Regions from separate parts of the Nothobranchius furzeri genome. Here region 2 is linked to region 1. A link is a contact called in public Micro-C data. All regions are on one chromosome and are shown on one strand. Each heading gives the region's core, a stretch centred on a gene start, on an enhancer-like site or on the middle of the called end of the contact. The rest is flanking DNA. Distances are from core to core; before and after follow the strand shown. Region 1 holds the start of kctd1 (potassium channel tetramerization domain containing 1). Region 2 has its middle 15 kb from the start of psma8.

The links. A called contact is a pair of places that touch in the nucleus more often than the background predicts.
Region 2: a contact with region 1 is called in a Micro-C map of tail fin, with 14 times the contacts expected there. The contact joins the enhancer-like site here to the promoter of kctd1 in region 1. A contact is called at or near these places in 2 of 2 Hi-C or Micro-C datasets (skeletal muscle and tail fin).

The regions. Positions count from the first base shown.
Region 1 is chr11:52,379,728-52,384,493 of NfurGRZ-RIMD1, forward strand. It overlaps kctd1 (potassium channel tetramerization domain containing 1), which reads left to right and starts at 2,869. Exons shown (of 5, transcript XM_015956834.3): 1 at 2,869-3,148. The coding sequence starts at 3,140.
Region 2 is chr11:52,421,571-52,426,336 of NfurGRZ-RIMD1, forward strand. No RefSeq gene overlaps it. Among protein-coding and RNA genes, the nearest start is that of psma8, 15 kb to the right of the region's middle. Within about 2 kb of position 2,566, at least 1 of the 3 cell types and tissues checked has an H3K27ac peak or open chromatin away from gene starts, as enhancers often do. A contact at or near this core is called in tail fin, where this site is marked.

The DNA.
Region 1 (4,766 bases), core at 1,619-4,118:
TTCGGACCTAAAGCTTCCATTGGTCCGTTCGGTTGTGAGTCTCGCCAAACTGCCGCAGTTCCCTAGATCCTCTGTTCATTACACACTTGCATATTTTGCAACACAACACCACTGGTGTGAGAGGTTCTCTGCTCAATAATATCAGAGGAGAAACAGCCGGCTGCTACCACTTCGAATTTAGGACAAACTACCAGTCCCAAAAAGAAAAACACCATTTGAAGTCACAGACAGCAAATGATGTTTGGGGCTAAAAAATGGTGACTCTGTCTCGTTTCTTCTGGCATTGCAGGTTCCTGATTCTGACAGTAGTCACAGGGAAGATACCCGTTCTAAAGGAATAAAAGAACAGCATCTAAAGCAGGACTCGCTTGGTTATGGTTAGAGTTCACGATTCAACAATAAGTGCACAAAAGTGTGCTAAATGAAAACTTCTGCGGACAAAAGGGGACACTAAATCAAATCCAACCTTACATTTGCCCTAAATACGCGAACAAATAAAAAAGAACCTTAATTTTCCTCAGGATTTTTGGGAAAATATTCTGTGTCCCGATGAGAAAAAAATGTACTTTTATGAAGATTTGTGTCCTGTTCACTCTGGTGTAAACCCCTGTACACACGTAGCCGGGTATCCCACAAAACAAATATGTTTTTCTAGGGTTTGGCCTGCCCTCTACACAAAGTGAAGTTAAATTACAACAAAAAAAGATTTTTTCTAAAACTTTGACCAAAGTGGACATTTACAAATTCTTTGTTGTCAGCGTTTACTTGAGGACATAAACAATCAGGGTTTTAGGTTTCGCAACATCACTGCTCACGACAAAAATGCTCTGACGTCACATGTGAAACCTGCGTTTACACTCACTAGCTTATCTTTACAAGCTCAGTCACCGCTCCATGTAGAAGACCACAGGCAAATTACAACCTTAAGGACGGTTATTGCCCACCACCTAGGCATTCCAGGTGCAAGAAACGCATTTTTTATTTTATTTTATTTTTTTGGCACCAATGATTTAGGGAACTACTGCTGCCCACAGGCTTGGCATGAATGTATTTTATTTAATTGTTTGCTGAAAACAAGGTTGTGTGGACCCAAACCTTCCTTTTTAGATGAGTTTTACAAAAACCCTGCTATGCGTTGTACATGATCTAACACTGAATTTCAAAAAAACTACATATTACCAACAGTCAAACATGGTGGTGGTAGTGTAATAGTTTGGGGCTTCAGGACCTGGACTACTTGTTGTGACTGATAAAAGCATGAGTTCCTCTCTGTACCAGAAAATCCTCCTGGAAAAAAAATTTCAGTGAGGCTGCGTTACAGAGGTCCTTCCTGAAAAAACAGTTTTTACTTGTTTATTTTGACTCAGAGTTTAACATGAAGCCTGAACGTGAAAATGGTGTCCTACACCTATCTCCTGCAGTAGCTTCTTATTTAAAATAGATGGAGCAACTCTAGGATTTGAGAAGCCTGACAGATTTACCTGCATTACTTGGTTCTTTTATTTTAACACAGCAAAAAAAAAAAGAAGAACCAAGGATGAATGTACAAAGAGACAGATCTACGTCACACTGTCACTTAACATTCATAGATTAATCCATCATAGGGCGATCGACACAAAGCAAACAGTCAGTGGTAATTGTGCTACTGTTAGTCAGTCTGAGGCGAGAAATACAAATATCAGGAAATACAACTCCAAATCCTGCCGTCTGAAGCTACTTTCTCCTCTGACTAAATTATCCATGCTGAAACAGGTGCACTAGAGCTTTTTTTCCCCCACAGAGTATGACTTACAAGGCATTTTTTTTCCTACTGGAGACCACTGCAAATGAATGAGTGAAGGCCTCTTTCAAACAATTCTGTAAAGAACAAAAGTGATCATTTGCTTGTCATTTTAAATCTTAATTGGAAAACTGTTTTGTAATGGTAAGGGTTATCTTTGATATTAAACTCTGTCTGCTGATCTGAAATGTTTAACTGTGGCAAAATAAATGCTAATATTCTGTCTCTGATCTTGAGTACTACTTCAATTATTAACTTTTATTCATTGCTGCAGCTGCTGTAATGTCAGGAGGAAAAAAACAAGTTGGTGTTTTAGACAGTAGGGGGCGTTAGAGGTATTTCAGCCTTGTGTATGGCCTGAGAATAACTTTAGAATGTAAAACTGTCCATTTTGTATCCATATGTGAACAACTTGGTGCTCATAAGTCAGACAGGATAATTGTTGACTTAAACATGACTTTAAACAGTGATGCCTTCACTGTATTCATCCCCCAAGTAATTCTAAAAGCCTCAGAAGTGCCTCAATCTTGCTGAAATCATGCATGGTTGAACATTTGAAATGAGCTCCCACATCACCCCCAGGCACTGATTCAGACTTGATTGAGGCAAGGCAAGCTGCAAGTACTTATTTATACAACTACGTCATTTGGAGGATGTCCAAAATAGGGAAAGAAGCTGGGGAAAAAATAAGATTGCAAAAGAGATGCAAGGAAAGGGGAATTTCACCAACCACCTTTCTGTTAAATAAGTGCATTTTGGCTCCCATGAACAAGTTCTCTGATGATGACGATGATGATGATGGTGATGGAGAGGAAAAGCAGAAGTTCTGAGAGAAGAGGAGGAAAAGAGGAGGGGGAAATCAAAGAACTCCAACAACAATCTATATAATTATCGTCATCTCATGCTTTTCCTCTCTGGCAAAAAAGAAAAACACTCCATCCATTTGTAGAAATCGCCCAAGGGAGCGTTACATCAAAACTAATCATAACGATTAAAATCAGCTTCTCTGCAAGAAGGAGGCAAGTTAGAAGCAGAGGGTGAGGGTGTTGTAAATGCAGGAAAAATATATGTTTATTTGATTTTTCTAAAAGCATTACCTTAAACAAAGACTATGAGGCACTGCGGCTGTTCGCTCGCAGTCGTAAGGCGCATATTGGTTTAGACTGGGGCTGAGACATGAGCTAATTGTATCCTGATCTTTGCCTTGAGGGGTTTCGGAGCCCTGGAGCAAGTATTCTCTGTATTTTGTTCTGTCTACCTAAGCCAAGCTATTGCATTTCTCGCTGGTGTAGGAAGAGAGGCAGATCGTGGGCCAAATCAGAGGGAAAAGGTGCACAAACCCCCACTTTGTGCAGCTCTATGTTTCAGGTAAGCGAAGATTTCTTTTCTTTGCTGGTATTTCCGAGGTCGGATGGACTGGGACGGTGAGGCGCAGCAGCTTTTACGCATGTGCCAAACGATCCGAGCGGTACACTTCATAAAGAATATTTAACCACTTCCTGGCTTAATGTTCCGTGGTTTTTACTGAGCGCGTTTAAGCGTCTGTCAGCAGCACGGGGGTCTACGGTTCCTCAGAAGCGGACTGCAGCGATTTAGTCGAAGCAAACACTCCGCCGCGTGAATTCGCTCCTGGCGCGTTTCAGCTCCAAAGGGAAATCAGAATCCTCTTCTGTGTCGCCGCCGCTGTTTCAAGTTGCTCCCAACTTAGTTAAACGCGCGTTTTTGCTCGTTTTTAAACGCAATTTGAACTCCGCTTTTCTCCTTTTCATTCCTCCCCCCAACTGCCCCAGATCCTAATGAAAGACGCCATTGTGAAGTAATTTCGCCGCGGGCGTATTTCTTATTCTGTATGACAGGACACAAGCGTCAATGCAGTTTGTGAATCACTCTTTAATAAAAAAAACAGGCTGTGTTAACAGAAACGTATTTATTTAGAGTATGACAAAAATAGAAACGACTTGGCCCTTTTTACGCTGTGCGTAATCAACTCCGAGGATCTGGATGAGCGAATAGAGCTTTAAAAAGTTGAATTAATGAACTTGAAGTGTTGGAATAAGAGGATTTTAAATTAAATGCACACATAGCACATTTCAATTTCACTGTTAGTTAATATCTGTGAGAATATTTGGTTATGTATAGGAAAAGAGGACGCTGAAGGGGATGTTATGAACAAATACTTAAAGTTAGTCACCTTAAATGGGTGGAGGCTTGTCAGGACTGATCACCTGATGGCGCTGTTACAAAACCATCCCATACAGAGGAACTTATATATATATATATATATATATATATATATATATATATATATATATATATATATATATATATATATATATATATATATATATATGAAGAGCCTTGAGGCGACACATTGTTATTATATTCCATCTTGGGCCTCTGCCACTCCTGCGCCTTGGGACTCTTTGTTGTGCCAGTGAACATGTCTCCAACAGCCTGCTGCAGCTCAGGGCTGATCACACTTCTCTATCTGTGATGTCATGCTGATGCACAAGAAGATGCACAAAGACATATTCAGAAACAGATGGCGATGCTCAAATTCATGGACGTAATTTTTTTTGGGGGGGGGGGCATGTCCCCCCCCCCCACACACACACACACACACACTTTTTCCAAAGTCTAGTTTTGACCCCTGCACTTTTTACCATCAATAAACAGTATTATGCTTTATCAAATTGACACTGGTTGAGCTCTAGGACCAGGCGGAAAACAACTGTTTGTGTTGAAGCCTGTTTCCCATTAGAGCATACTGTAAAGTCCCCCCCCCCCCCCATGTCTCCCCCACTTCTAAAGTGAAAATCACGTCCATGCTCAAATTTATCCTTTCGTTGTTTAGATTTAGACCTTTAAATCAGATTATTTTATTAGCAAGCGTTCATCCAAAAAGTTAAAATACTTCCCCTGAGGCTTTATTGATATTTAAGAACTTGCTACCTGTTGTTCTCTTTTCTTTGCAGCAGTTGTTGGC
Region 2 (4,766 bases), core at 1,316-3,815, 42 kb after region 1:
ACTCCTTCAGTCATGTGTTATTGGTGGAGATAAATCATCAATGTTGCAAACAGTCAGTGGTAGAGTCACATTGCTGCTGTTGTGTCCTCGGGCAAGACCTGCCTTGCCTGCTGGTAGTGGTTGGGGGGGGGCCGGTGGCGCCAGTGTTCAACAGGCCTCCCCTCTACCAGTGTGCCCCAGGGCAGCTGTGGCTACATCATACCTCATCCCCACCAGTGTGTCAGTGGGTGAATGACTGTTGTGAAGCTCCTTGGGGGGTTGTAGAACTATAAGAAGGTGCTACACAAATACAGGTCATCTTTTACTTCTAGTTCCTGAAACACAACTGCAAGAGCTTGTTTTTTTTTTTCCATTGAGATGGACTCACTCATTTATTCTAGAGACTACTGCAAATGTAATGAACAAAAAAGTGGGCTTGGTCTTTAATATGTTGGTTTGGTATCCTCACTATTAAAACAAAAAAGAATGCGTGTGCAGTGTCACCTATGGGGTGGCATTGTCGATTCTATCATTCCAAACCTTTATCAATATCTTATCAATTCCTGCGTATTTCAATAGGTGGCAAAAAACTAATTGCACACGACCTCCTGCATTATAACTGTCAGTTTATTAATGATAAATAATCAATTGTACCTAGTATCAGTTGGAAAGATCTTTCCAAAAGAGTCAGCTTCTTGCTGTGGCTTTTGCAAGATTGAAAAAATCTCACTATAGGTCCGACTTTAGTCGCTGGAGTTTGCTAGTGTGGAGGTGTGTATATAAGACAAACGACGCTAATATGATAAGCAGTGTTAGCTGATTAGTTATCTGCAGTAACAGGAGAGGGTGTGCAAATGTTACTGGTGCTGCTGTGTTGAAATTCACGCAGCAGCACAGGTCAAAAACACAACATTAACTCCCTATGATGAAATATCTACTTTACAAGTATTCGAGTTGCCCTGTTGTCATATTTTGTCAAAATGTATCACCAAACTTTTGAGCGTCTGTGCCGCTTAGGACCATGTTTCCTGCTGAGTAAATACGTAAGCTACGCAACGTGAGTGATGACATCAATCACGCTGACTGGAATAGATAAGAGAATTGTTTGCAAAAATGGAAACAGTGGGAACCCGTTCTCAACAACTACCAGTTTCGATTCTCACCCCTGGTGTCACCTCTCTGTCCACAACTATTATTTCCCAAGGAAAACAAATATAAACTTTGACTTTGTTTATTGAGCAGCCCCAGTAGCGTATGATGTCAGAATATTGAGGTTTAAATAAGATTTATGCTGCTTTAAAGAGATAGTAACTAATTAACTAGCTGTTAGCTTGTCAGTCCTAGCACCTAAACTTTAAAATAAAGCCAAAAACAGGCAAATTGTTAATTACTTTGCAGAGCCCCGATTTTAAATGTGCAAACTGACTGTTTAAGTAGCAACGATCATAAGTTATATAAGTCACTCTCAGGGCTCACTTCAAATAACTTCTAGACAGATTTTTAATATAGCAGATCTAGCAATGCATCATTTGGATTTATTATTATATGTAAAGGTTGTTGCCCCTCACTTTATTCTTCATTAAACATTCATTAAATCCTGTTTACTTCTTAATCAAGTTTAAAATGATCATTTTGTGTTCTTTTTGTGAATTATTGGCATCTTAGGGGGGAAACGGTGCTACTAACAACCAAATGAATTTAAGCGTATACGACCAGGCATGAGACTGGTTCCTGTGTGAGGTCGTATTTCTTCCTGCACTCGCGGGGCGAGTCTTCCCACACAGGAAACAACAACCTAAAGCTGATAACCTCATCTCAGACTGGGAGGTTTTTATGTGAAACTGTTCCTTTTGCTAACTGTTTGTTTAAAAACTGACAGGCTACAAGACTCCCTTTGACAGTGTCTATTCATCTCTAGATGTCAGCTGGAGAAGGGGGAGAGAAAACAAGGGAGGGAGAAAGAAACAGGGAGAGGTGGATGAAGTGAGGTTTTGACAGGAAGACCTGCAACGAGCAAAACTGTGTGTGTGTGTGTGTGTGTGTGTGTGTGTGTGTGTGTGTGTGTGTGTGTGTGTGTGTGTGTGTGTGTGTGTGTGTGTGTGTGTGTGTGTGTGTGTGTGTGTGTGTGTGTGTGTGTGTGTGTGTGTGTGTGTGTGTGTGTGTGTGTGCGTGCAATAGGTGAGATTCACCTTTTAGCTTTGAATCATTTTCCAGATCATCCCCGTGGCGAATTTTAGAAATCCATCTAGCGAGTGACTGAATGAGTGCTGATGTTTTCATCGCTTTGGTTTTAATTATATGTCTCACTCAGCATAGTCTTCCTTCCACCCGGCTAATTTAGATTGAGATCCTTCCAGGCTTCCCCCTATCTTTCATTTCCCTCCCCTTCTTCTCTCCTCTCTGCATCACATCAGCCCCTTTGTAGAAAAAAAAGAGGAAGGAAAAAAAAAACCTTCATGTCTGTGACTTTCTTGCCCTCCAGCGTTTGAAGCCCTCTTTTATTTTGATCATCGCAGCACAATGGATTCATGCCATTCTGGCAACTTTATTCAGTATCAGCCCAAATTTACATACTGCTTAACAAGTTTGTGCGTGACTGTTGATGCCTCTGATCAAAGTGCTTTTGGAAATCTTTCTCATCTGATCCACACACCCCCTCGTTCATTTCAAATGCATGCTGCAGACAGGCATCTTTAACTCAGGGGCAAAGAAAGGTAACCTTACTGCTGCACAAGCCCAAATGTCATCCAACAAGGAGGGCTCGTGTCCTGGGGATAAGGATAATGTAATCTAAGCAGTATACAGTGTGCGGCTGTGTGTCTTCGAGTGTGTGTGTGTGCACTTGCCTCTGTGTTTGTTGCAGGCGTGGGTTTGGGGGCGTAGCGAGACAGGGGATGACAAAAGTCAACGCAGTCATGTGTCATTTTTGGTGCTGAGGGGCTGGGACCTGCCTGCAGGGCTGTCCTCTCTGTCAGACGCACTCAGATATCTGCGCTGAACTCTCTTGCTGTCTCTTTCTTTAGCTCTTCCCATCCTTCTCTCTGTCTTTAGCTAATGCACACACTCTCAGCTGCACACACACACACACACACACACACACACACACACACACACACACACACACACACACACACACACACACACACTTTAAGGCTCCAGGAACAACAGGGCGGGCGATTTTACAGCAAAACTCACATTAAACAGCCGTTTCAGAAAGCGTGAGCATCCACGTTAATGAAACGATTTCTTAAAGATGCTCCTTATTGCTCTCCTGATCCTGGATCGTCTACATCTGCCACAGGAGCACAACCGGAAGGGGAGGGATTTGTCTGAGGACACAAATCAAGATATCAAAGGCCATGCTTCAAACCGATGGACTGTGAAATTCCCAGAAGGGTAGAAGAGGAAGCGCTGGGAGAAAATAAAGTCTTCAGTAGCTTTCGTTTACAATAATCAAAATTAAAAAACATGAGTTATCTGGGGAAAGAGAAATAGATTCAAAAATACAATGAAAAGAGGGTGTGGGTGGAAAGAGAGGACTCGTGGGAATGAAAGATTGCACCTCCCCCAGGCACTCACATTATCCTATGGGCCGATGGTTCCTTCTTATGCGTTGGCTGACATTTTGCTGTAACCCCACCATAAGTAATGCTATGTGATGTGTGTGACTGGCTCCTGCCACGGCCCTGAGAGGCCACGGAGCCCCAGGGCCATTCGCTTTTGGCCCGCAGCATCCTGCGAATTGTTTATCTTAACTCTGTCTGCTCTTTTGTGCCTCTCCCTCTCATTTTGCTCAAGCCCTCCTCGTCTCTCCTGTTCTCCCTGTCTGGGCCGATGGTGTCTACTTTCAATTAGAGAAGGAGGCACTCTGGGTATTCTTCTGGGAGGCAGAAACCACTGACAGGTGAAGGCGTAACTCTAAACCGTGTCTTTAGTCTCTTCATGCAAACGGTTAATATGCCAGCACCTTTCAGGGGGAACACGACGGTAGTGGCAGCATTAAACGCTGCTGGTGTCTGTTACTCAGACGCACATGTTGCTCTGTGGGATAAAAGTGGGGGGGGGGGGGGGTGCAAGCCTGGGAAAGAAAAGGGAAGGAGATTTAAGGACAGAGGAGATAAGATGTGTGATATGAGATAATGGAGGGATATTCAAAATCTATCCCTGGAGCTAAAAGTTAAAAGAGAGCATTAAAAGAAAACATATTTGGATCACTTATGGATGTGTAAGCCCGCATGCCAATTTCACCAAACTTTTCTTCATACTGATGCAAAACCCCAAAGGGCATAAAGCAGAGGCAGGCCAATTTGCTGTACACAAATAGTGTGTGTGTGTGTAAGACTGTCGACATGTGACAAGCAGAAAAGGGACAGTGTTGAGAGCGTAGCCTTTTATGACCCAACACACTTTGACAGCTTGGCCATGGCTCGGGGACACGAGCAATGTAGCTTTTTCATCTCACAATTTTAAGCAAAGCAGCTCTCCCTCCATGGGTTCGATTGTTCAGAGCGCCTTTGTGGCTGTGAGTCGAAGCACGGAGACAAAAAACATGTCAGTGGCCAGCAGATTCTAGCTCAATGTAGCTGAAGGAGTCATACTGTCAATCTGTGGGACCAGAAGTGAGAGAAATTGTAAGTGATATGATGGCAGCTGCTTTTATGCAACACTGCACTCTGCTGGTTCACAACGTGATCGACAAGGAAGGAGGGTGGCTTAAGTGATGGGAACATGTAAGGGTTGTCCACTCAGCTGCTCATTTTGGAGGATAATAATAATAATAATAATAA